5 separate regions of the Sus scrofa genome follow, and regions 2, 3, 4 and 5 are each linked to region 1. Evidence: chromatin contacts called from public HiChIP or PLAC-seq and promoter capture Hi-C data. All regions are on one chromosome and are shown on one strand. Each heading gives the region's core, a stretch centred on a gene start, on an enhancer-like site or on the middle of the called end of the contact. The rest is flanking DNA. Distances are from core to core; before and after follow the strand shown. Region 1 has its middle 38 kb from the start of AZIN1. Region 2 holds the start of LOC110260477 (splicing factor, arginine/serine-rich 19-like). Region 3 overlaps UBR5 (E3 ubiquitin-protein ligase UBR5). Region 4 has its middle 29 kb from the start of ODF1. Region 5 overlaps UBR5 (E3 ubiquitin-protein ligase UBR5).

Evidence for each region. Promoter capture Hi-C pulls out the DNA fragments that hold promoters and counts their contacts. HiChIP or PLAC-seq counts read pairs in DNA pulled down with a chosen protein or histone mark.
Region 2: a contact with region 1 is called in a promoter capture Hi-C map of fetal liver, with 3 times the contacts expected there. The contact joins the promoter of LOC110260477 here to the enhancer-like site in region 1. A contact is called at or near these places in 3 of 5 promoter capture datasets (fetal liver, fetal skeletal muscle and liver), 4 of 47 Hi-C or Micro-C datasets (heart right ventricle, liver, mesenteric adipose tissue and 1 more) and 2 of 2 datasets of contacts at active chromatin or transcription factors (alveolar macrophages and skeletal muscle).
Region 3: a contact with region 1 is called in an H3K27ac HiChIP or PLAC-seq map of skeletal muscle, with 3 times the contacts expected there. The contact joins two enhancer-like sites. A contact is called at or near these places in 2 of 2 datasets of contacts at active chromatin or transcription factors (alveolar macrophages and skeletal muscle).
Region 4: an H3K27ac HiChIP or PLAC-seq map of alveolar macrophages shows a contact between it and region 1. The contact joins two enhancer-like sites. A contact is called at or near these places in 1 of 47 Hi-C or Micro-C datasets (embryonic fibroblasts) and 1 of 2 datasets of contacts at active chromatin or transcription factors (alveolar macrophages).
Region 5: a contact with region 1 is called in an H3K27ac HiChIP or PLAC-seq map of skeletal muscle, with 2.2 times the contacts expected there. The contact joins two enhancer-like sites. A contact is called at or near these places in 4 of 47 Hi-C or Micro-C datasets (embryonic fibroblasts, epiblast stem cells, heart right ventricle and 1 more) and 1 of 2 datasets of contacts at active chromatin or transcription factors (skeletal muscle).

Annotation. Positions count from the first base shown.
Region 1 is chr4:34,262,808-34,267,500 of Sscrofa11.1, reverse strand. No RefSeq gene overlaps it. Among named protein-coding and RNA genes, the nearest start is that of AZIN1, 38 kb to the right of the region's middle. Within about 2 kb of position 2,225, at least 62 of the 83 cell types and tissues checked have an H3K27ac peak or open chromatin away from gene starts, as enhancers often do. A contact at or near this core is called in alveolar macrophages, embryonic fibroblasts, fetal liver and 3 more, where this site is marked.
Region 2 is chr4:34,642,561-34,647,725 of Sscrofa11.1, reverse strand. LOC110260477 (splicing factor, arginine/serine-rich 19-like) reads left to right here and starts at 1,490. Exons shown (of 2, transcript XM_021090802.1): 1 at 1,490-2,210; 2 at 2,755-2,912. The coding sequence starts at 1,490. The coding sequence ends at 2,191. UBR5 (E3 ubiquitin-protein ligase UBR5) reads right to left here and starts at 1,916. Exons shown (of 59, transcript XM_021089039.1): 1 at 1,383-1,916. The coding sequence starts at 1,444.
Region 3 is chr4:34,685,576-34,690,009 of Sscrofa11.1, reverse strand. All of the region lies in intron 1 of UBR5 (E3 ubiquitin-protein ligase UBR5), which reads right to left. Among named protein-coding and RNA genes, the nearest start is that of UBR5, 42 kb to the right of the region's middle. Within about 2 kb of position 3,134, at least 2 of the 83 cell types and tissues checked have an H3K27ac peak or open chromatin away from gene starts, as enhancers often do. A contact at or near this core is called in skeletal muscle, where this site is marked.
Region 4 is chr4:34,547,485-34,552,132 of Sscrofa11.1, reverse strand. No RefSeq gene overlaps it. Among named protein-coding and RNA genes, the nearest start is that of ODF1, 29 kb to the right of the region's middle. Within about 2 kb of position 2,507, at least 48 of the 83 cell types and tissues checked have an H3K27ac peak or open chromatin away from gene starts, as enhancers often do. A contact at or near this core is called in alveolar macrophages and embryonic fibroblasts, where this site is marked.
Region 5 is chr4:34,725,452-34,730,225 of Sscrofa11.1, reverse strand. It overlaps UBR5 (E3 ubiquitin-protein ligase UBR5), which reads right to left. Exons shown (of 59, transcript XM_021089039.1): 14 at 4,430-4,614; 15 at 2,071-2,180; 16 at 1,091-1,203. Among named protein-coding and RNA genes, the nearest start is that of UBR5, 82 kb to the right of the region's middle. Within about 2 kb of position 3,080, at least 6 of the 83 cell types and tissues checked have an H3K27ac peak or open chromatin away from gene starts, as enhancers often do. A contact at or near this core is called in skeletal muscle, where this site is marked.

The sequences.
Region 1 (4,693 bases), core at 976-3,475:
ATGGGAATTAGCCGGGGATGCTTCAGAAAACCTAAGTGTTGGAGCATGGGCCCCCTCCCAGAAATGGGATTTCATTGGTCTGCGGTGGAGCCCAGGCATCGGCCTTCTTTCCAAGGGCAGCCAGGGATGAGAACCACTCACGCAGATGGTCACCAGCAAGCGTGTCCAGAGATGAGGCCCACATGGGAGCGGGGCCTCCTGGCCTTCAGACTTCCCAACTCCCACAATCCCTGAGAGCGGCCTTGGCAGAGCTCCAGGAGCAGTTGGACTCTCTGAGGCTGGAGCTGAAATGTGTTTCCCAGGCATCCACTCTACGCCTGAGGCCAAAGTTTCCAACAGGAAGGGAGGGGGAGGCTTCTGTGTGTTTCCCAAGAGCCACTTGGCCTTTCAAGCCAGGGATAACCACCAGGAAACTCACTGGCAAGAGAACCTGGTGTCAGTAGCAGTTGCGGCCATTTCCCAACACACACATGGAAGAGGCCAAGGTGGAGGTAGCACCTTCTCCTGAGACACTCACGAGTCCTCTGGGGTGGAGGAGGGCCCAGCTAAGGACAGACTGGGGACCTGGGCAGCAGATCCTCTGCTTCCTTACAGGCAAAAAGGCAGTGATGATTCCTGCCCGGGTTCTTGTGAGGGCCTTGAGATAAATCCCCCCAGCACAGGGGTAGTTTTCCATAGCATTTTCTTCTTCCTGATTTGCTAGTAATTCCTTTCACAAATTTAGGGGAAATCTCCAGGTCTGGACCTCAGTTCTCTCAGCATTTGTCCTCCCCCATTTCCCTGGGGAGGACCCTGATACCATATCTGAGGCCAGGGGTGAGGAAAGGCAGGCTGAGGAGCTTGGCAGTTGCCTCTCTGCTTGGAAGATGACATCAATGAACAAGGGGCTGACCAGTGGTTCTCTCCCGGGACTGAGCCGCAGAAATACAGCCTGAAGCCTGGGGAGGATCTAGAGCTATAAGGAGAATTTCCTGACAAATGACAACACAATGCTGCCTCACTGACTCATGAGGGTCTGCGAAAGTCGGAGATTCGCCCTGGGTACCTGACCCTATCACCACAAAGCAGTGCTGTGTTCCCATTTGACTGCTAAGAAAACTGAGGCTGAGCGATATTCAATACTTGGTAAAGTAGCCACAGTAGCAAGTAGCAGAGAAGGGCTTGGAATCTGCATCTTAAATGTAGTAGGATGACCCCTCCCCACCTTTTGACTCTAAAGGACCAGGGTATTTCATCTTAAGCTTTGTTTACAATCAGAGCTCCAGAAAAGCCACACTTAATCCTAGGGTTGGGGCATTTAACCCAAAGAGTAAGACGGCCCCTGAAATGCTTGTGCACTCTCCTCCCTTTTAATCCCCATTACAGAAGAGGAAACTCTATGAAGGGTAATCAGTGTTTGGTGGTCTTTCCTGGCCAAAGTGAGGGCAAGAGATTGTTAAACAGCTTAGGAAATGCAGTAGAGATACCAAGATGGCCCTTTTTTTGGATTTGGGAATGGGATAATTCTGCTCTCCTTTGGAATTCTCCCCGGCACATCTCCTTGGAGCATCACAAGCTTCCTGGTGTGAAAACCTACGGGCCTACTGGGAGGTAGGTATTCTCTTTCCCATTTTACAGATTAGAAAACTGAGCTTGGACAGAGGCCAGGACTCAATTGCGGCTGCATCTTACTGCATAAATTTCTCCGTCCCGGGAGGCCTGAGCACCTTCAGCGGACAGGAATGGTAACGTGGCCACCCTTCTAAACCAGACTCTGCCCGGGCGCGGCGGGGCAGAGGAGCGGAGGAAGGAGAGCCGGCGCGCGCACACACGAGGCCCAGGGCTGGGGCCCCGTGGCGGGGAGGAGCCCACTTCCCTTCCCCTCCCCTGGGAACTCAGCGCGGGGGGAGGGGGCGGCGGCTGCCCTCCCCATCCGCCCGGCCGCCAGGTGCCCAGAAACTCGGCCTCCCCCTCCCGCCCCCGCGCCTGTTCCCGGCGCAGCCCGTGTCTCGGCGGTCACGTCTCCCCATCCGGCTCCAAAGTACGAGTCAGCCGCTGCCCGGCCGACCCTGCGGCAGGGCGGGGGCAGAGGGAGGGCGGCGCCGGGGGCGGGCGGGGGCAGAGGGAGGGCGGCGCCGGGGGCGGGCGGGGGGCAGGCGGCCCGGGCGGGCGAGGCCGGGCGCCGGGCTCCCTCCTCCCTCCTGCACCACGCGGGTAGGTCTGCGAGGAGCCAGGGCTCCGCCCTTCGGGCCCGAGTCGGCCCGGGCCCAAGGGGCGAGGCGCGGGCGAGGTCGCGGCACGGCGGCCACCGCCCCTGCTGGGCGGGAGGCGGGCGGAAGGCGGGGCGAGGGGGAGGCCCGGCAGGGGAAACCGGGAGGCCGCGCCTCCGGAGCCGCGCGCCGGCCGGTGTTGCTGGGGAGAAAAGCGCAGCGGCGGCTCCGCCCTGAGCCCCGCGACCGCAGCGCCCTCTGCTGGTGGGGTTTCGGAACTGCACAGAGACTCCATCCGCACCTGCCAGGAGGAGAGCTGGTAGAAATTACTGTTCAGTTAACGATGCCATTCTTAGAAAAAAAAAGAAACAAATTCAAAAATAAGTCCTGAGCATTGCAGGAAAATTTGGAAATGCAGAGAGAAAAAAGAAAAAAATTACTCTTAATGCCTGTATCTAGAAATAAACACTTCTGGAATTTTAGTGACTGCCCTTCCAGGGCTTCATATCTTTAAATTTGTGTGTGTGTGCACGCGCGCATCCTTTACAGCATATTTATTTATTTAATTTGCTTTTTAGGGCCCAACCTGCAGCATATGGAGGTTCCCAGGCTAGGGGTCCAATCGGAGCTACAGCTGCTGGCCTACACCACAGCCACAGCAACGCCAAGATCCAAGCCACATCTGTGAGCTACACCACAGCTCACAGAAACGGCAGATCCTTAATCCACTGAGTGAGGCCAGGGATCAAACCTGCATCCTCATGGATACTATTCAGATTGTTTCCACTACCACAGGGGAACTCCTGGAATTTTTAAAATGTAGCATTGTCAGCTCTGAGAACTCACAGGCCTTGTTTTGTTCACTGCTCCACCCTCAGTGTCTAGAACACGGTTTAGCAGTGTTCTGGGTGCTCAAAAATCAAACGTTGGCTCTACCAACATGGGATCATGCTTTTCACACTTTCATGATCATCATTTTTAGCATGCTTAAATTCTTTTGTATGTTCCCCTGAGTAGTAAAAGACTGATACTAGAATGGTCCACTAACCACCTTCTAGAATCTGAAGGAATGTGTCTGGAATTCAGAATTATTCACAGTCTATGTATATGGTAACACCACCACCATCACTACCAGCTGCAGGCTCTGGAACAACAAACACTCTGTAATCAAACACACTACATTTCTCCAGCAAAATGTAGGACTATTCACATCAAGTAAGATAAACACTGTCAACAGCTTCACGTCCCTTCAGTCAGGTTTTGAGGTTAAATGAGTGAGTTTTCCCCAAACTAAACCAAAAAACTTTTGAGTTCCCAGACCATTCTGAATTTTGAGTTTGAAGAGATGTACTGGGAGTTCTCAACGTGACTCTGCAGAAACAAATCTGACTAGTATTCATGAGGATGCCGATTTGATCCCTGGCCTTGCCCAGTGGGTTAAGGATCCGGCATTGCCATGAGCTATGGTGTAGGTTGCAGACACGGCTCGGATCCCGCATTACTGTGGCTGTGGTGTAGGCTGGCAGCTGCAGCTCCTATTTGACCCCTAGCCTTGGAACCTCCATATGCCATGGGTGTGGCCCTAAAAAGACCAAACCAAAAACAACAAAAAAAGAGAGAGATGCACTAACCTCTGGGCACATCAAGGGTCTGATGATGTCTCTGCTGTGAGCTCGTGTTTTCCCATTTACCTCTGTCTCTTACACACTCTGGGTGCTTGGTAGCCCCAGGTAATTGAGGTGCCAGTTGATGAGATGTGATTGAATGTGGGGTGTGGTGAGAAAGGGAAGGATATGATTGGGTTAGATTTTTGGATGTGGCCACACCTTCCCTACACCAAGCCACCACCTTCAAACCAATGGACTTCAGCACTTGTGCGGTTGCCTTTGTTTCTTCCAAGGCTATGCTTGTTCTAGTGGACCCCACTGAGAGCAGCCAAATTCCCCCCAAACAAACACCGCCATCCACGGGCCTATGCGGCCAAAAAGATGCTACGGTATCTTGTCCAGAAGGGCCTGGGAATCAAGACATTCAACTTAAGAGTCGTTGGTTGAGCCGTGATCACATGTTCTGCAGCCTCTGAGCTGGGCCTCTCTCTGAGCTCCAGACTGGATATCCAGCCTCCTGCTGACATCTCCACTCAATCCCCAAATTTACTTCAAATGCCATGTGTCCAAGACCCTACCCATGACCCACTCAAAGCCTGGTCCTCTTTTGTGACCCAGGTCCTGACCAAGCCCATCAGCCATCTAGTGAAACAAGCTAGAAGCTCAGGCATCTTCCCTCTCTTCCTCCTTCATCCTTACCCACCTCAACACGTCTTGCCCATTTACCTCTGAAGCAGCCCTCCACGGCACCACCATCCAGTCCCAATGCCAGAGCCTAAGCAGGCTGCCAATCCAATTCTTGCTCTACTCAGGTCCTTTCTGCACAATGAGGCCAGGCTCCTTTGAAACATAGACTCAGTTACTTCACTCATGGCCCAGGACCACCAGGAGCAGCTG
Region 2 (5,165 bases), core at 241-2,740, 380 kb before region 1:
GGGAAGCGCATGACAAACAGGGCGTCATGCAATTTATGTCACCGGTCACTTAACAAAAATATCTAACTTCTAAACTTGAGCCGAGATGGCCTTCTAAACTCAAAAGGAATAGAGAGCAGCGAAAGTGTTGGGAGAGAAGGAGGCTTAAAATGTCCCACTCTCTAACCCTGTAAATACTTAGCCCATCATTAGATCTGAGTCCTGGATTCTAAGACTGGCTTTAATGGAGTCTTCCCTCAACCTCCTCGGAGGCTGTTTTGCAACAGTGAAGGAACTTTTCCTGCTTTATCTCAGTTCCCTGAGAGCATGCGGCCCTGCAATTCAATATCCTAAACTGGCACTGAACGGTGGAGGAGGGAAGGGGAGGAATCCAGGGCCAAAACAGCCTTCTTATGAAAGACAAAAAAAAAAAAAAAAAAAAATCATAAATCCTCCTCCGCCCAGAGCAAAACCCATCCCAGAAATTTACAGCATGTTAAGAAAAGCAGCAGTGCGAACTGCAAACGCAAGAGTTTTCCTTTGACTCTACGCACGGTTTTCAGCTGTCAAATTACAACTCAGGAAAACACTATCATTAGAATAAAAAAGGAAACAAAAAAGCTCGCAACATAGGGGCCGGGAGCAGGAGCTGCCAGCATCATTTCGGGAGAAGCAGAGCAAAGGGAACCCAATCCACTTCCCCACCTCCGCCTAAATTTATCCCCTCCCGGGACAGGCAAACCTCACTGCAGGGACTCAAATTTAATAATAATAACAATAATCATGGCGCTTCCTCCCTCCCCCCAACCGCGATCTGCCGGGAATCAGCTTCTCCCCACCCACCCCCCTCCCCCGGGATCTCCAGGCCCGGATGGTCCAGAACACCCCACCGGACACGGCTCCCCGGGGCCCGGGCGAGCCCAGCCTACCCCGGGGCCCCACGCCCGGCTTCTCCTCTTCCCTCTCTTTTTACCTCCACCATCCCCCATCCGCATTGTCTGTCTCAATTCAACTTTGACTAATATGGATTCCTCGGGCCTGGGCCGGGCGGTAATTACATGCCCCCCCCCCCACACACACACACACCGGGAGCCGGACCCCCCCTCCCATCTCCACCGAGTTCAACGCGGCTCCTCCGTGGAGGGGGGGCGGGGGTGTAGGAAGGAGGGTGCAGTGCGCTTTCCCGTCCACACCACGCTCCCCACCGCCCCCGCGGCCCCGGGGCCCCAGGACCAGAAGTTTACCCCGGAGGGGCCTAGCCGGGGGCAGTGAGGACCCCCGTTCCCCCGCCGGCCGGTCGGCGCGTAAACACCGGCGCCCGCCCCGGCGCGGCCCCGTGGGGGAGGGGAGGGCGGGGAGGCGCCCCTCCCCCCGCCCGCCCGCCCGCCCGCTGGCCCTATTACCTGTCATTGAGCTGGTCCTCGGTGCCCGGCAGCGGGTGAACCACGAAATGGATGGACGTCATGGTGCTTCCTTCTCGTCCTCCTCCGGAGGACTGCCCCCTCCCGCTATGCACCCCCCGGATCCCTTCCCCTCCCCAAAACCCACAGCCGCCGCCGCCGCCACCTCCCAGTCCCCAAAAGGAGAGAAGCAAATGCGCAGGGGCCGCTGCCGCCTCCCTGCCGAGCGTGTGTCCGCGGCGCGGCGGTCCGGGCAGGAGGGCGGATCAACACGCCACCGGCTCCCCCGGCGACAGCGCGCAAGAGTGCGAGGCCGGGACCCGGGGCGCGCCGCCGCCAGCGGCAGCCGGGCGTCGGGAGAAGGGCCGACTGGGGAGGGAGGAGCGAGGCGGGCTGCGGGCTGCGGGGCTGGTGTGGTCCCGGCGGCGGACGGGGTCCGGAATAAGGAGGTGGGGAGGGAGATGAGCCCGCACCGCGCGTCACTGGCAAGAAGCCGCCGCCGCCGCCGCCAGCACCGCCGCCGCCATCTTCACTTCTGCCCCAGTTTCTCCGTCTCGCAGGCTCCGCTCCCGAGCCGCGGGGGAGGGGCGAACGGGAGGAGGAGGAGGAGGGAGGAGACCGGCGGGCGGGGGCACGGCTGCGAGGGGGCGGGGCTCCGGGAAACGGGCGGTAAGGCCCTTTCGATTGGGCGGCTCAACGTTGTCGGGCCACGACGCTGTAAGGCGCGTGCGGATTGGTCCGTTCTGATCCCGAGCCCAGCCCCCTGGGGGTGGGATATCTCCGGAGTGAGTGTTCCGGAGAGCACGTGTTAAGGGAAGAGGAGGCGGAGGGGTGAGCCGGTCGGGGTGGGGAGAACTGGAGGGAGGCTAAGTGTGTATCCCCCGGGGGAAGGGGGGGCTGGGAAAGAAGAGGGGGTTCTTCGTTCTCTCGCTCTTATTACCCTCGGGGAGGCCCTAATTATTTTGCGGACCCTTAGGGGGTTTTTGTTGTTTCTCGTCCTTGATCCGCAGCTATATTTAAAGTGGAAATGTAAAATTAGTCAAGGGGCAAGAAATACACAGCCTTTTACTGTAGAAGTAAGGTAGTTATGTAAGAACCTTTCCAGAAGGTCCAATAGTAGGATCCTAGAGCTGACTTTGCAGCTACTACGTTTATCACTCTGATCTCCCCAATTTCCCCAACACCAGCACCATCATATACCCGCACGAAGACAAATGTGGAAATTTCCACCCATTTCCTGCTTTGAATGATTCACGATTTTTTTTTTTTTACTACTTTTAAATGAAAGATGATATATCTCTTCTACAAAGATGTTTCGTTCTTCAGTTTACTGTCAGTGGGATCATAACTGCTAAATCTATCTGCTTTTTTCTAGGGAACCAGTTCATAGCTTTCTTCTCAAAGGCTTCTACAGCTGCTTCAGAAAATCAAGTACCTCTTTCAAGACAAAAAAAAAAGTGAAGGAGACCCCATCATGGTGCAGCAGAAACGAGTCCGATTAGGAACCATGAGGTTGCAAGTTCGATTCCTGGCTTCGCTCAGTGGGTTAAGAATCCCACATTGCTTAGAGCTGTGGTGTAGTTTGCAGATGCAGCTTGGATCCCACCTTGCTGTGGCATAGGCAGCAGCTGTAGCTCCAATTAGACCCCTTGCCTGGGAACCTCCATATGCCCCGGGTGGAGCCTTAAAAAAAAAAAAAAAAGAAAACATGAAGCCTCTTCTCCAGTATGTTTGGATATTCATTAAACCAGGGTTCCTATGAAACATTTTTAATATTAACTACCACTCTTCTGCTAATGCATTACAGACATAGACACACACACTCTTTTGCTTAGGAAGTTCTTTTGAACAAAATACATGAAAATTTATTTATAATTAAGATAGCGTAAATAGCCCTGGAGACAGATAATGGAACACTTTTGTAGGTCGCCAGCTCCAAATTGGCCCAGATTAATTTAGACTAAAAAGTGACTTCAAGGCCACTGTCTATTAGAAGTCCATGGGAGACATAGGGAAGCAGGGTAGACCAGTGGACACTGCTGGTTTTGGAGCTAGACAGATGTGAATTTGTGCCCTGTTTCTGTTGCTTAATGTGACTTTTATTAAATCATTTAACCTGTCATAAATATTTCTCATTTGCGAAATATTCCATAGTAATAGATCTATATAGGGTTTCAGTGAGGCCTAAACAAGTAAACAAGTGTTCAAGCTCCTAGACCACTTTATAATAGTAGTCTCAGCAGATGCTTTTATTTGTCTCACTATGTGCCACTTGGCAAATGTATCACTTGACTACATACTACTTTATACACTTAGGTCTTTTAATAGCACCCTCTGGGGTAAATAATATTCTCTCCATTATATAGATGAGGACACTGAGGCTAAAACACTTACGGTAAGTGCTGAAGATGAGACTTAAACCTAAGTCATCTAACCTGATTCCATTGCTCTTTCCACTATACCACAATGGTATATGCCATCTAGTTAATAATTTAGAAGGAATAGACTATTCAAAGTCAATAGGGAAAAAAATGTGATATGATAAATACAATAAGAGTGCTATGAAAGTTAAAGGAGGAAGTGGTTCCATCCAAGAGAATTAGAAATGTCACTTAAGCTGAGCTTTCAAGAATATTATGGGAAAAGAGAACCTCTAACTTAAACCTTGTCATTTTGGATGTGCCCCTGGACAAATTCCAAACACCATGCCCATACTTTGCTTCATTTCTCTTTCTTCCACATCTGTCTTCCTTTTCATTCAGAGTGCTTCTACTCTGCTTCCAACTCAAGGTTACCCACTCATAGTTTCCTAGAACCCAGACTTTCTGACCCAGTTGAAGGCCAGTCTCATTGTTCTAGGCAGCCCATTCAAACTTGGTCTTTGACTGAGAGCCATCTTGGCATTACCCCTGGCTGGCATGTTAGGAAGAACTTTCCTCTCCCCACACTCCGGTGGGTCACACTTTTGTTTTTTGTTTTTAGGGCTGCACTTGAAGCATATGGATGCTCCCTGGCTAGGGGTCAAATCAGAGCTATTGCCACTGGCCTACGCCTATAGCCACAGCAGTGTGGGATCCGAGCCACGTCTGCAGCCTACACCACAGCTCACAGCAATGCTGGATCCTTAACCCACTGTGCAAGGCCAGGGATCGAACCTGTGTCCTCATGGATACTAGTCAGATTCGTTTCCGCTGAGCCACAGTGGGAACTCCAGGTGGGTCACACTTTGAAGAGGAAAAGAAAAACAGAGAAAAAGGCACAGAGTTGTGCAAGCCCATCACAAGGATGGGGAAGGAGGGAGTAATGGCGATAAGCAAGGATCAGGCAGAAGCTTTTTCAAGAGTCAAAGTGCAGTCAGAACAGGTCTCCAAAGGAGGTGGGAGTGGCCTTCTTTTCTAACAATTTGGACTAATTCTCCCTTTGAGGACAACTAAAAAGTTAGCCAACTATTTCTTTAAATCTGCTCAAAGGCATAAGAGAGTTAACAGAATAATAATGTTTTACTAAACTAGGATCCAGGGGATGAACAGACCCCAACGAAGTGAGGTCTGTGTTTGGAACCACTTTTTCCCCCTGGGATGAATGCCAACTCCAGAGAGACCGAGTGAGAAGCTAAGAAGCTGAGCAATCCTTCCAACTGACACTCAGAACTATGACAAAAGGGACTAATGTCCAAGGATGCCCAGTGCGGTGGTGAATGAGTGCTAATGAACCCTGCTTCCTTTGTGTTGCGCCTTGAAGGGCTGCACTTCTGAAACCAGCCATGTCTTCGATTTGGTTTCCCCC
Region 3 (4,434 bases), core at 1,885-4,384, 420 kb before region 1:
CGGCTTGGATCTGACATTGCTGTGGTTGTGGTGCAGGCCGGCAGCTACAGCTCTGATTCAACCCCTAGCCTGGGAACCTCCATATGCCATGAGTGCGGCTCTAAAAAAGCAAAAAGAATTCAAAAGCAAATTTCAGGTTAGGAAAGGGATAGAGAAAACAGTTACTGCCATCGAATTTTCTCATCTTAAAAATCATGGTGGGAGTTCCTGTCGTGGCGCAGTGGTTAACGAACCCGACTAGGAACCATGAGGTTGCGGGTTCGATTCCTGCCCTTGCTCGGTGGGTTAACGATCCGGCATTGCCCTGAGCTGTGGTGTAGGTTGCAGACGCGGCTCGGATCCAGCGTTGCTGTGGCTCTGAAGCTCCGATTCAACCCCTAGCCTGGGAACCTCCATATGCCGTGACAGCGGCCCAAGAAAATGGCAAAAAGACAAAAAAAAAAAAAAAAAAAAAAATCATGGTGGACTCCATATCTGAAATGTACATGCACTTGTCCTGGAAACCATATCCCCTGGGTAGCAAGAAATCCAGGGTTACTCTCAGCTCATCTACCACTTCTGGCTTCATTTAAGCCCATTAAGTCTCTGGTCTCCTCTAAGTGAAGAAAGACTAACAGTCCTCTCTGGGCTCTTTCCAGTCCTAAAATTGTCATGTATGTATGAAAAGCCAATATTTATCAGTGGAAGGTATTTCTGTAATGTTTATATGGAAAGAGCACTTCCTAACCACTCACCATCATATGCAATTTCATCTTACCCATCTGAAACTTTCATACACAAATTAATTTTACACGGACACTTAGGTTTCCCCAAATATCAAATTTGCTTAATTTCTTAAATTCAATCCTGAAAATTTACAGAAAATGTATTTTTCCAAATCTCATGATAGCAGTTATCATGACTAAATTATTTGCTCCATACACACATTAGCTTACATGGATCCCAGAAACAGTAACAAAGAAAACTTCGGGGGGGGGGTGGTGTGGCGGGGGGGACTAACTGCAAAATAAGGAGTCCTTAGCTCCCCTTTACATTATAGAGTCCTCAGCAGACACGCAAATCCCAGAATTACTGCAGACCAATAATCACATTCGTTTCAATTTACTCAATTACTGAACATCTCTACATAATTATGTGGCACTCATCTACTACTGTAAAGGATCTTCCTCCAAAGCTTACAGTGCTTAAAGTTATTAACTGTATTTCCTCTCATAGCAATATTAATGAAAGTTTTCCCTGTTTTTAAAATAAAAGGAAAACCACCCCTAGAGCTCACCAACTTCCATTTCAGAATAAATCTTTACATGCGATTGTGACGGAAAACAATTTTAAGAGCACGGCATAACATCACAAAATAACCTCATAACTCAGCATATAATCTCATTCAGAGGCAGGCAGGAAAGCCTTTGTAAGGTGGCCAGAACACACAATGGATAGGTTAGCAATGTGCTTCTGACAATCCTTAGTACTTCTACACCAAAGATTTATTCTACATTCCAATTCAATAACCTATTTTATTCCTTCAAATTTATAGACATTTTACAGATCCAGAGGCTAAAATTTCTTAAGCACCAAGGTAACAGCAAACTGATGTTAACGGAGAAATCAGTAAAACAGTACTTGCTAAAAACTAACGTATTTATAGCTGCCCTTCAAATTCCCTATAATTTCCATCTCAGTTCCCCCAAATTTAACATAATAATTTTAGTCACCTTCTCACTGGTCCTCAATTGGCAGGAGCACTTAAAGCAGGTTCTTCAGTTTTATAATTCTCTGCCCTACCCCTAATTCCCATGCCACCCGTTCAGATAAACACACACACACACACACACACACACACACACACACACACCCTAAAATGAATGAAATTGCTAGATTTCTAGCTAAACTTCTACTGTCCAAAAGGTAGGTATGTCTGGATCCCTAAAAGCCTTCAATTCTCCATAAAGGTATTCCTGAAATTCCCCCTCCTACAAGATGGTGCTTTTCATACACCTGGAATCGGTAGGTGGACCAGGTGTAGGTAGACCAGGTGTACGTACCCACCTGCAGTTCATGTGTGTCGGTCATCACCTTATCGGTGGAAAGGGGCATAAGCCGCCATCCGTACATTTCTGCCAGTCTCATTTACTTCAGGCCCAGCTCACATGCTCCCTCCTCCATGAACTCCTCTGGTAGCTCTTAATTTTCTCCCCACACAAATCTACAGCTTCACCCTCAAACAGGACCTTTACTGCCTACTTTTTTTTCTAGTCATTTGTGTTTCTAGTTGAAGTGACTTGAGACTTGAAGCAAAGAGATAAAACTCCCCAAGTTATTTCCTCCCTCCTTCACTTCTTTAGATACATTTCCAGCAATGACCAGTGTACAGTAATACTTGTTATATACAATCCATTTTCAGAGGCAGAAAAGATGCCTGATCCTTTAAATTCAACAAAACTATTCCCTGTGTCTTAGAACAAGCAAGAAGAGTGTAAATATACAGATTTCTTTTAGGATAGTTCCCATAAAACTCTTACAGCAGAATAGTCAACATAGCAAAAACATTTAATCACTTAGCACTTATCCAAAACTATGAGCAAACTGCCTTCAAGTGACCTCACTCCAATCTCTAAGTATCCATGCACAGAATAAAACTTTTGCATATCCATGTAATTTTACTTGAGTAAAGGACTTAATAATCCACACACAGAAACAACAGCCAACAGTCAGTAAAGGTCCCTACAACATCCAAATCAAGACTCTTGCAGAAAATGTCTTAAAGATCTCCTCTTGCCATCCATGTCAGAGAAGGCAGGTATTGCCAAAACACAAATGCACCCAGATTATCTTCTTATAAAAGAAGAAATACTATAGGAATACCTCTGGCATTTCTCTAAAAGCAACTCTCCAAACCTTAAAGCTTTAAAACTCAGAAGCAATGAAAGTACACAGAGCACAGAGCAACGACTACGTTGCTAGACAGACAGTAGAGAAAGAGACATGGCCCTTCCACTGTATCATCATGCACTTTCCTAAATATAGGTTGTCAGTCCCCAACACTGTTCTTTTATACAACTATTGCACCATACTGTATACACCGCCTGCCACCTGTGAAGTGCTTCTTTGCATGCCAACTGTCCACAGTATCAACAATAACAATAAATTCAAGCTATCACATGGTGCTCCTGCTTGGCAGCCACTGTACCTGACATAAAAGGATGTACTTGGGCAAAGCTGTAGAGGGCATAGCATCAAATAGCCACATTCCCATCCCCATTAGCCAACTGAAAGCCTGGAGCTAGCTTATTCAATCCAGTAGAGAGGGCATCCCAACCCCAAATCCCTTTTCACATAATCCTCAAACAAGCCTTGTTAAGGTGTGCTGAGAGGAGCCCCTTAAGGGGGTCTCGGACGTAAAACATAAGGTGTCAACTGAGTCTTCTCGTGTTGGACTCTGGATTTGCTTATGTGTGAAGGAAATAGAGTCTTTCCGCCCACCTACCCACTCTGCGCTGTGACTTAAAATAGAAGGAGCCACCTTGATCCATGGGTCTGAGAATGGCTGGGAAGAGCCTGGAGGGCTCTCATTGTAGGTCTGCAATTTGACTTCAGGACATTTGATTTTCAGGTACATTTTGTAAAATCCACTTTGTACTGCTTCTATATGCATTTAAGCCTGATCATGGGTTCTCAACTTCAGGATGTCTCAGGAATGGGGAATGGGAGAGGGTGGATAGTAAGAGAAGCAATAGAACCATTTATACAAAACACACAGTGAAGAATGAAAAAAATCACTACACCAAAACTCAACAAGTGATGGTTTCTAAAAGGTTGGTTACAACGTAGAATCAGAAACCCTATCAATGAACTCTTAACACTCGAAGCCAATACTAAAATCCACCAGTCTGGGAGTTCCCGTCCTGGCGCAGTGGTTAATGAATCCGACTAGGAACCATGAGGTTGTAGGTTCGATCTCTGACCTTGTTCAGTGGGTTAAGGATCTGGCGTTGCTGTGGCGTAGGCCGGCGTCTACAGCTCTGATTATTAGACCCCTAGCCAGGGAACCTCCAAATGCCGTGGGAGTGGCCCTAGAAAAGGCAAAAAGACAAAAAAATAAAATAAAATCCACCAGCCTATCTTGTACTCTATCATTTACCCATACATGATTCTCTTTAGATATACAACTGTACAGCAATGTGGCATATGTGACATAAAGCATATTAAAAATTTTTAATCCTGCCTCCCTGATAATATTAAACTTCCCATGAGGCACTAACTATTTATCATCTGAATAGGGAAGGGGAGGCAGTACAGGCAAGGATACTAAAGAACCTCTAAGACTGATATGCAAAAGCTACAGTCAGTTACTAGAAGGGAGTCCTAAGGAAAAGTCACAAACTGCCACCTTGCAGATGTATACATGATACTGAATCACTTTTAAAAGACTATTTG
Region 4 (4,648 bases), core at 1,258-3,757, 280 kb before region 1:
GATCCCTGGCCTTGCTCAGTGGGGTAAGGATCCAGTGTTGCCGTGAGCTGTGGTGTAGGCTGCAGACACAGCTCAGATCTGGGGTTGCTGTGGCTCTGGTGTAGGCTGGCGGCTACAGCTCTGCTTGGCTCCCTAGCCTGGGAACCTCCCATGGGAGTGGCCTTCAAAAGACAAAAGACCAAAAAAAAAAAAAAAAAAAAGAAACAGACTCAGACATGGAGAACAGACCTGTGGTTGCCAAGGGGGTGGCAGGAGGGAATGGGATGGACTGGGAGTTTGGGGTTGGCAGATGCAAACTATTACATTTAGAATGGATAAGCAATGAGGTCCTGCTGTATAGCACAGGGAACTGTGTCCAGTCTCTTGGAACAGAACATGATGGGGGATGATATGAGAAGGAGAATGCATATATAGATACATGTACCTGGGTCCTATGCTATACAGCAGAAATCGGCACGACATTGTAAATCAACCATAATTTTTTTTAAAAAAAGAAAATAGGGTTTTTACAGATGTAATTAAATTAGAGATTTTAGGATGAGATCATTTTCAATTTAGAGGTGGCCCTCCATTTAATGATGGGTGTCCCTGTAACAGAAAGGAGCAGGACATTTGAGGCACAGAGGAGGAAGATGGAGGCAGAGATGGGCGTTGTGTTGCCACAAACCAGAGAAGGCCAGAGCCGGAAGGATTCTCCCCCTGGAGCCTTTGGAGGAAGCATGGCCTTGTGTCTTCTCAAGTCTGTACTTTTGACCTCTAGAATTGTGAGGAGAATAAACTACTGTTTTAGGCCACCGAGCTTATGGTCATTTGTTATAGCAGCCCTGGGAAACCAATACAGACATTTTTATCTCCACTTTACAGACGAGGAAATGAAAGTACACTAACTTGCTTAGGGTGCGTTTTTATGCAAAGCACTGATTTATGCTAGATAAACATGAAGCTACTGAGTGCCTTTAAGAGAAACGATGAGGTGGAGTTCCCATTGTGGTACAGCAGAAACGAATCCGACTAGGAACCATGAGGTTGCAGGTTTGATCCCTGGCCTCGCTCAGTGGGTTAAGGATCTGGCATTGCCGTGAGCTGTGGTGTAGATGACAGATGCGGCTCAGATCTGGTGTTGCTGTGGCTCTGGTGTAGGCCGGCAGCTACAGCTCCGATTTGACCCCTGGCTTGGGAACTTCCATATACCCTGGGTGCGTCCCTAAAGAGCAAAGAGAGAGAGAGAAAAACAATGAGGAACCGAAATAGGAAAATTAGGACAAAGTGTAGCTCCAGGTCTTCACAGGAGGAAAAGAAAAGGAGTCCATAGCATTTCAGTTAATGTGCTACTCCTCACATATACTCATTTAATTAGGTCAGGAGAAAGCTAGCAAAACAGAACTCAGGACGACGCGTAAAACAGCTCAGCACAACCCCATGGAAGAGACCAGCCCAGCCAGAACCAGCCCCGAAAACTGATTAGACTCGTGGGAGACTCCTAGCAGATTAAATTAATAGAGCAATTAGGGGCAAGGAAGCAGACTAAGCCGCTTAAAAACTAGGAACCGAAGAGAAAATTTGATTTGTAGGAAGGTCTCTGGTCGTGAACTTTAGTTTCTCTTTGGTTTCTTTTTAAGATGCTGAAATGGCAGGTCTGAAGAGCAGGAGATAATCACGGATTTATTCTGAAATGCAAACGGTGGGGAATCATTAATTTTTAAGGACCACTCATTTCTGGAGGAGCCAAGGAGCCGTGCCTGGTCTCCAGGGTTTTAATTCACTTACATGCAGGGGAAAGATTTCTCCTAACCTACATCATCATCCCAAGAGGCTTCTCTTGCCTTTCTTTTGAAAAAAAATTTGCATTTTCCATAGTTGCAAAAATAACAAATGCTCAATATACCAAACTTGAAAAACTTTAAAAGCCACAAAGAAAATAAAAGGAAGAAATAAGCACTATAATTCCACCTCCAACATATTAAAATATTTTCTTCTGGTATTTTAGGTATAGTTATAGGTATAAATATGCAATTCAAAACCAAACGGACTAGCTGCTCTTGAACGTTCGTGGGAAGGATGGGGTGACGGCATAATGCATATTTATGCAGAAAAAAAGAGCCAACATTCAATAGTATTTACTTTGTACCAAACATTATTCTAAGCACCTTGTACATATTAAACTCTAAGAAACTTCTGCCTACTACCAAGTCCAAAGATATTTTTCTGTATTTAACTCATTTAATTCTCAGCGACCGTCTTAAATGTTAGTGCCGCTTGGGTTTGGTACATAAGGAAACTGAGGCACCTGGACACCGGTGCCCTAACCAAACAGCTGGAAAGCAGCAGAAAGGGACCTGCTCCAGCCCACTCGGCTAGCGAGCGCGGGCTGCGCCCGCATCGTCCAGGGCTTCCTTCCTCTTAGAGACCTGGAAGTGGGAGGGACTCACAGTTCAGAGATTCTCCTTGTTGGTCTCCTCCGTTCCAGACTGACGTCGGTCGGAGTTATCAAGGAGTCTAGGTTTGCAATGTGGGGTGGGGAGGACGCTGTAAAGAGGGGGCGGGGAAAACAAGCGGGCAGAGCTTAGAGTAAGGGCGGGCCTTGCCCTGGCGCCGCGGTCCGGGTGGGCAGCCCCACGGCTGCAGCCACGCCCCCGTCCACGCCCACGCCCACGGCCGGTCCTCCAATCAGATCCTGCAGAGCCGGGCGCCTAAGACGCCTGCCCTGGGTACCTGAGCCACGCAGAATTCTGAACCTTAAGAAGAACTCGGGCACACACACATTTACCTTGTGCAGACGGTTTTGGAGAAATTCAGGGAAATGGCTGAATCCCCAGTCTAAGCTGCAGCAGTGAAGCAGGAAGAGGGGAGAGAAGCCTGAGCGGGCTGAGAGAGAGGCCCGAGGCAGCGGTGAGCCCCTGGAAATCTGAATAAATCTTGAACGGGACGTTGTACATTATATTGTCCGCAAACACGGAATAGAGGATACAACCAATTTGCTTCTCAGGCCCAAAGGGCTGAATGATCTCAGCTGACATCTGGAAGATATACATTCACACATGCATATACATACACGATCTCTATAACATGTGTATTATGTATTGTATGTTATATATAACATATACGACACAAAATATGATACAAATACATATGTAAATAATTCTTTACAAAAGTGACATATATAATATATCTATACAATGTACAGTATTATAGAAATATGGCATGATGCTTACATTCAATTATATGACAGCTACACAACAAAATACACATTTTGTAAGATATACAAGCACTTTTTTTTTTTTTTTTTTTTTTGTCTTTTTAGGGCCGTACCCGCTGCATATGGAGGTTCCCAGGCTAGGGGTCGAATCGAAGCTGTAGCCACCAGCCTACACCAGAGCCACAGCAACGTGGGATCCGAGCCGCGTCTGCAACCTACACCACAGCTCACGGCAACGCCAGATTGTTAACCCACTGAGCAAGGCCAGGGATCGAACCTGCAACCTCATGGTTCCTAGTCGGATTCGTTAACCACTGCGCCACGATGGGAACTCCTGTGGGTTTTTTTTAACCTAGGAATATATGTGGACCATTTTATGACCATTTTATCATTTTAATAATGTTCCTTTTTTTTTGGCCATACCCTCAACATGCAAAATTAGCCTGGGCCAGGGATAGAGCCTGCACCACAGCAGTGACAACACCAGGTCCTTAACTGTTCGGCCATCAGGGAACTCCATTTTAGTAATATTCTTTTACAATATGATTGTTAATGCATTTTTATATTCTATGTGGAGGCATCATAATTTGCTTAAAACCAGTCTCCAATTTGGTTATTTTGGCTATTTTGAGTTTTTGTTATTATAAATAATGCTGCCAATGAACTTTCTTATAAATAGACTTCTGATTTAACCCCTAGCGCCAGTCAGGGCTTGACGGGAAACAAGTGGCATGCTAAAACTGGGCTGGTGAGGGTGTCTAATAAAAGGACAATGTACACCTGTGTGAAACCAGCCAAGGATGGGGCAGTGCTGGCAGTACTACCACCCCCGCCTGGGGCAGGCAGGGAGGGAGCAGTTACCAGACCCTGCAGAGGGTGATGTTTGGGGAGGGCCACCTGACAGATGTGGCCGTGGGTGCAGAGATGCAGCAAACCCAGGCAGCAGAGGAAACCAAAGAACCGGTGTCCTCACCCTCTTCCCATCTTCCCAGCTCTTTCCCATGACTCAGTAGCAGAACCCAGCCAGGCCACACAGGTCGACCTGCAGGGGCACAGAGGGATGGAGAAGACAGTGGACCTGGAGAAGCAAACTGAGGTTAATGTGCCATCAAGAAATGTGTTAACAATTTAATACCCAATAGCGGTGTAAAAGGCACCTCTTTCTCTATAATACCCATGAGGATATTGGGCATTGCCACCTGTAGGGGACTGAACAATGGCTCTCAACAATACTAGGTCTGAATCCCTGAAACTTCTTTTTTTTTTTTTTTTTTTTTTTGCCATTTCTTGAGCCGCTCCTGCGGCATATGGAGGTTCCCAGGCTAGGGGTTGAATTGGAGCTGTAGCCACCAGCCTACACCACAGCCACAGCAACTTGGGATCTGAGCCGCGTCTGTGACCTGCACCACAGCTCATGGCAACACTGGATCCTTAGCCCACTGAGAAAGGCCA
Region 5 (4,774 bases), core at 1,831-4,330, 460 kb before region 1:
ATTAGTGTGTGGATGTTTAGCAATCAACTAAAAAAATTAAGTATAATCCATGAAATCCTCCTACCCTTCCTCTTCAGTAGTTTAGAGCCCCACTCTGCCAAAGAACTTTTGCAATGATGGAAACACTTTGTATCTGCATGGTCCAATATGCCAGCTGTTAGCCATAACTGGCTACCGGGCACTTGAAACGAAGCTACTATGACCAAGCAACTGACTTGCCAAAGTTATTAATATTAATAAATTTAACTGGCTACATATATGGCCAGTGGCTACCATACTGGACAACACAGATACAGTCAGCAATGCACAGAAAGCCGAGCACAGGACTTGAAACCAGAATGCTTGAGTTCCAACTCTGCTACTTACTGCTTTTGATTTTAAGCCAGTGAGATCTTCTTTGGAAAAAAAAAAAAAACAGCTGCCCATAAACTACTTTGTTTGAAAATCCAATGCGATAATACATAGAAAGGCTTTTCTAAACTGCAGGACATGATGGATCTACTCTGTCTTTTAAGCACACATGAAAGACCATCACATTTCAGAAACTAAAGAGCAATCAGGAAAACCTTTACTTGGCAGATATGCTATAGCTATAGACCCATTTTGTTTTTACGATGTGTGAAGAGAAAGGTGAAATTAATGGCATTCCAGCTGATGGACTCTACTCACTTGGTTTCTTAGAAGGCAAGCCCCTCTCCAGGAAGAAGGGAAGAGAAAGTGGAAGCTTAAAGATAGTAATAAGATTTTTAAATGTTACAGAATATCATCTCCATTAAAACTGTCTAATAGTCCCCAAGAATGGACTGTATCAAAAAGTAATGTTATCTCTTTGCAACTTTTCTGTTTTTTAAAAAAGCAGCATTATCACCATAAAATGCTCAAGGAGAGGCATAATAATCATCACTTCATCGGTTAGGGACAAAGGAGATACGTGCATCAGGTTAAAGCATGGGACTCAAGAGGTCATTAGAGGTGAGAAGCAAAGCCGCCTCGAGGAAGGGCTGATGAGCACTCACCAACCAAAAACTCTTCCATACCCAATACCACTACCGCTCAGTTAGTGACTGATTCTTAGATATTCTGAACAAACCTTGCCAACAGGAACATTCTTAACATCTTCCACAAAAACGACTTCCCGAAGAGACCACTGCTCTTCGTTCACCTTTTCCTCCTCTTTGGGGGCAGGGGTAGACCGTCGTCGTTCTTAGACAACAACAAAATGGTAAGTACCAAAAAGAAAATGTGAAAGAGACTTTATAGATTTCATCTAAATATATGAAAAAAGATCATTTGTAAAGGGATACATACTTAAGATACATAAACAAAAATTTCCTGAACTACTACTGCTTTACAGACTTAGGCTTCACGATTAACTTCCACTTCAAATGAATTCACAGTGAAAAATATCCTCATCTGTTAATGCCTGACAATATTAATAAATACACGAATAATTACACTACTATAAACAATGGCAAAGAAGAAATTAAATACTTCTTTTTGACCCTCAAAATTACGGCTGTCTGACCAAGGTTTAAAAAGGAAGATCTGGTGGCCTGTTCTTCAAACTATCACATGACTATTAAAAACGAACTTTCAATTTCCGTGGGTACAAAGCAACTGCAGCTATAAAATTTTGGAATGCAAAAAAAAAGGAAAAAAAAATTGGAATGCTTAAAAAAAAAACAAAACTCTTCAAATTCAAGGTGCAGCAATAAATCTAGGTTTATAAATTCTACAATTCTGAGCAAAAGTTCTGACCATAACCAATTTATAATAATAACAATTTCAACAAAGGCGGGCAGATATTCTAGAGAGTGGCAGTTACTTCCTTCTATTACTACGATGCATTTTACTTCTGGCGAAAGTTACAGCTCTCAGAAACAACTCTGCAAATACTGTTTTTCCACTTAAAGTTGCTCGTTAAAAAAAAAAAATCAAACTAGTAGGAACACAATTTATATTAAAAGACATTTAAAAATGGTCTGAGTTGCCTCAAATCAGAAACCAACTGAACCCAGGGGTCTGCCCAGGACCTTGCTGTGACCAACGGGTACTACACATAAAACTTACTGTATGGCATCGATGCACTGCTGGCAATTGAGGACGCATCACTGCACGTGGAGGCTGGAGAGGGCGGAGGACCCATTTCCGTTTTCACTGGTTCCTGCTTACTTTCAGGCCTGCAATTATAAATGAGACACTCTTTATCATTAGGAAAAAGAAATATCAGGAACCTGTCAAATGGCTTATTTTTAAGACTCAAGTTTATTTTCGTAAGAGAATGAAACAGTAGAAGCTTGTACAAAATGGTATTATTCTTTAGGATACAAGGTACTGAAAAAGATACACAGTACATACTTCAAATTTCTAATAATGTTTTAAAATAGGAAAGGGAAATTATCATGTGAAGAGATCAACAACTTGGAACAATGGTTCAGATAAGCCTTATCTAGGAATAATAACAAAAGCTACACTCAGTTTTATCAACAGCTTTATCCAAAGCCTCTTGAGCAAACAAGTTTAATGTTTTAGTGAACAATGACTTGGACATAGCAATTTAACTGAAAAGATAGCAAAAGCAATTTTAAAAAAGCCCACCAGATCATTAATTTCCTAGGGTTCAAAGGAGGAACTCTACTCACAATGGTTTACAAAACTTTGTTTACCACCAGAGGTTCAAGAATAATCACTTGCTATAAATGAAATGAAAATTATAGTATATTAATAAACTATCCCTCTTTCTTGAGATACTCTGTTATTGTCATACTTGAAAAGATAACTACATCTATATTCCGCAGATAGTAAAAATAAAATATATTTTATTCACTAAAGGGCAGAAATCAATTTTTAGACAGACAAGTCATGTATTACTCAGAAATTTATTATATATAGATCACTCTGGTTATATAATGTAATCAAGGCCATTGTCTTAACCCCTCATCTGCTATTATTCCCACCAGGGATCTCACATGGGTTTAGAAATAGTCCATAGAAAACAGTGGTATTTTCATCAGCATCTCAGCAAAGAGCTCAGTACGAGCACACATGAATTCTCATGGCTGCTCTGCAAACCTTGTGACCATGGAGGCAGGCCAGTACTGACTCATCACCAGCACGCTCTTATAAAGTCAACACATTTCCATGACTAGAAGAGTCTAATGACATGAAAATGATTATCTTCTTAACATTTAATTTCATTTTGATATTGTACTAAGCTCATTAGTATAGACGGCAAATTTCAAGGAAGACTATGAAAAATTTAATAAATCACAGGATATAAATACCATATTCTATTTTAATCTCTTCTATTTGTGCACACGAAAAAGATTCCAAATGCTTTTCAGAGTTTCACAAACAATGATTTCACTACTTTTATTTTTAAGATAAAAATCAATGTAAGTAGAGAGAAAATATATAAATTTATTTTTAAAAACAAGACAGAGAACAAAGCACAAAACAAAGCACAAAAACCTTAATTAGGCATAATTACAATATTATGGTCTATTAAAGCATTTTTTAACTTATTTAAAAATACAAGGGTTTAAAAGTAACCCTTGTACGATCACTCCATTCATTTGAGCAAACTAAAAAATTTCAGAACTTTAAAAATCTATATGTATAGTGTAGTCCCAGTCATTTTTTTCAATGCTTGTATACATTCTGGAAAAAAGAAAGTAGTACATCAGAATACTTAAAACATGATTTCTGGAATGTGCTGTTATATTACTCTTCCATGTTTCTATAATGGTCACGTAATTTTATAAGATTAAGAAAAAGTTATTTTGAAACTATATTCAAGTTTTGAAGTTCATGTAGCAAACAACAAAATTACAAGACAAATATTTTTAAAGATGAGTAGATGCTTCTAAAAGTGTAGCCATTAAGATCTGTGTATCTGGTTCCCAAACAGTAAGGCAGCCTGAGAATGTGGGGTGTACACAATTTAGTGGAATTTCTGTTCACATACCCCTTCAATCTAAAAGTTTACAAACCTTTTATAGAATTTCCCTCCCTAGCACATTAGCCTTTAAAACGCTTCCAATGATCACGATAAAGGAAATATGTTAAGTCGAAATTAAGATGATTACACATGGAAAGAAGAGAGAAAAGTCTGCCTAGTACGGTAAGGCTGAGCACATTATCACTGCTACACAACACCTCCATAGGACACATTCTAATGATAAATGACATCAAAGGAGAACTCTACGCTGCCATATAAGAATAAGTATAATATACAAATATTACCCATGTTGCAAACAGGAAATTTTACCAATACCTTTCAAAATGTGTGGGGATCTTATCAAGACTCCCTCTTGCTAATGTTTATCTATGTTACTGTATACCTCTCAGTCTCCCAATTACCCCCTTCATACACAGAGCAAACTAGAAACTAGTGTCAACTCAAGATTAGTCAGGGCACAGTACTTACTTAGCTTCGGTGGTTTTGCTAGCTTTGTCCATGCTTTTCAAGCTCTCAGGAGATCGCAGTTGAAATCTACAGCTATCATTCATATTCCAAACTGATTCCATTAAGACACCAACTTTAGGAATCCCAGCACTAATTGAAAATGCAACCGCTCCAGCATGATAGAGAGGATTATTTCTTAAGCATACCTAGCAAATAAAAGAAAAACCACCATCAAGATGACATAACTTGAAAACAAACCAGAATTAATTCAAATGTATGAAAATACAACATATAAAAGGTTTGCTTCCTAGATTTTCCAAATGCAAGCTTATATAATCAATAAAATTAACAAAGCACTCAAAAGTC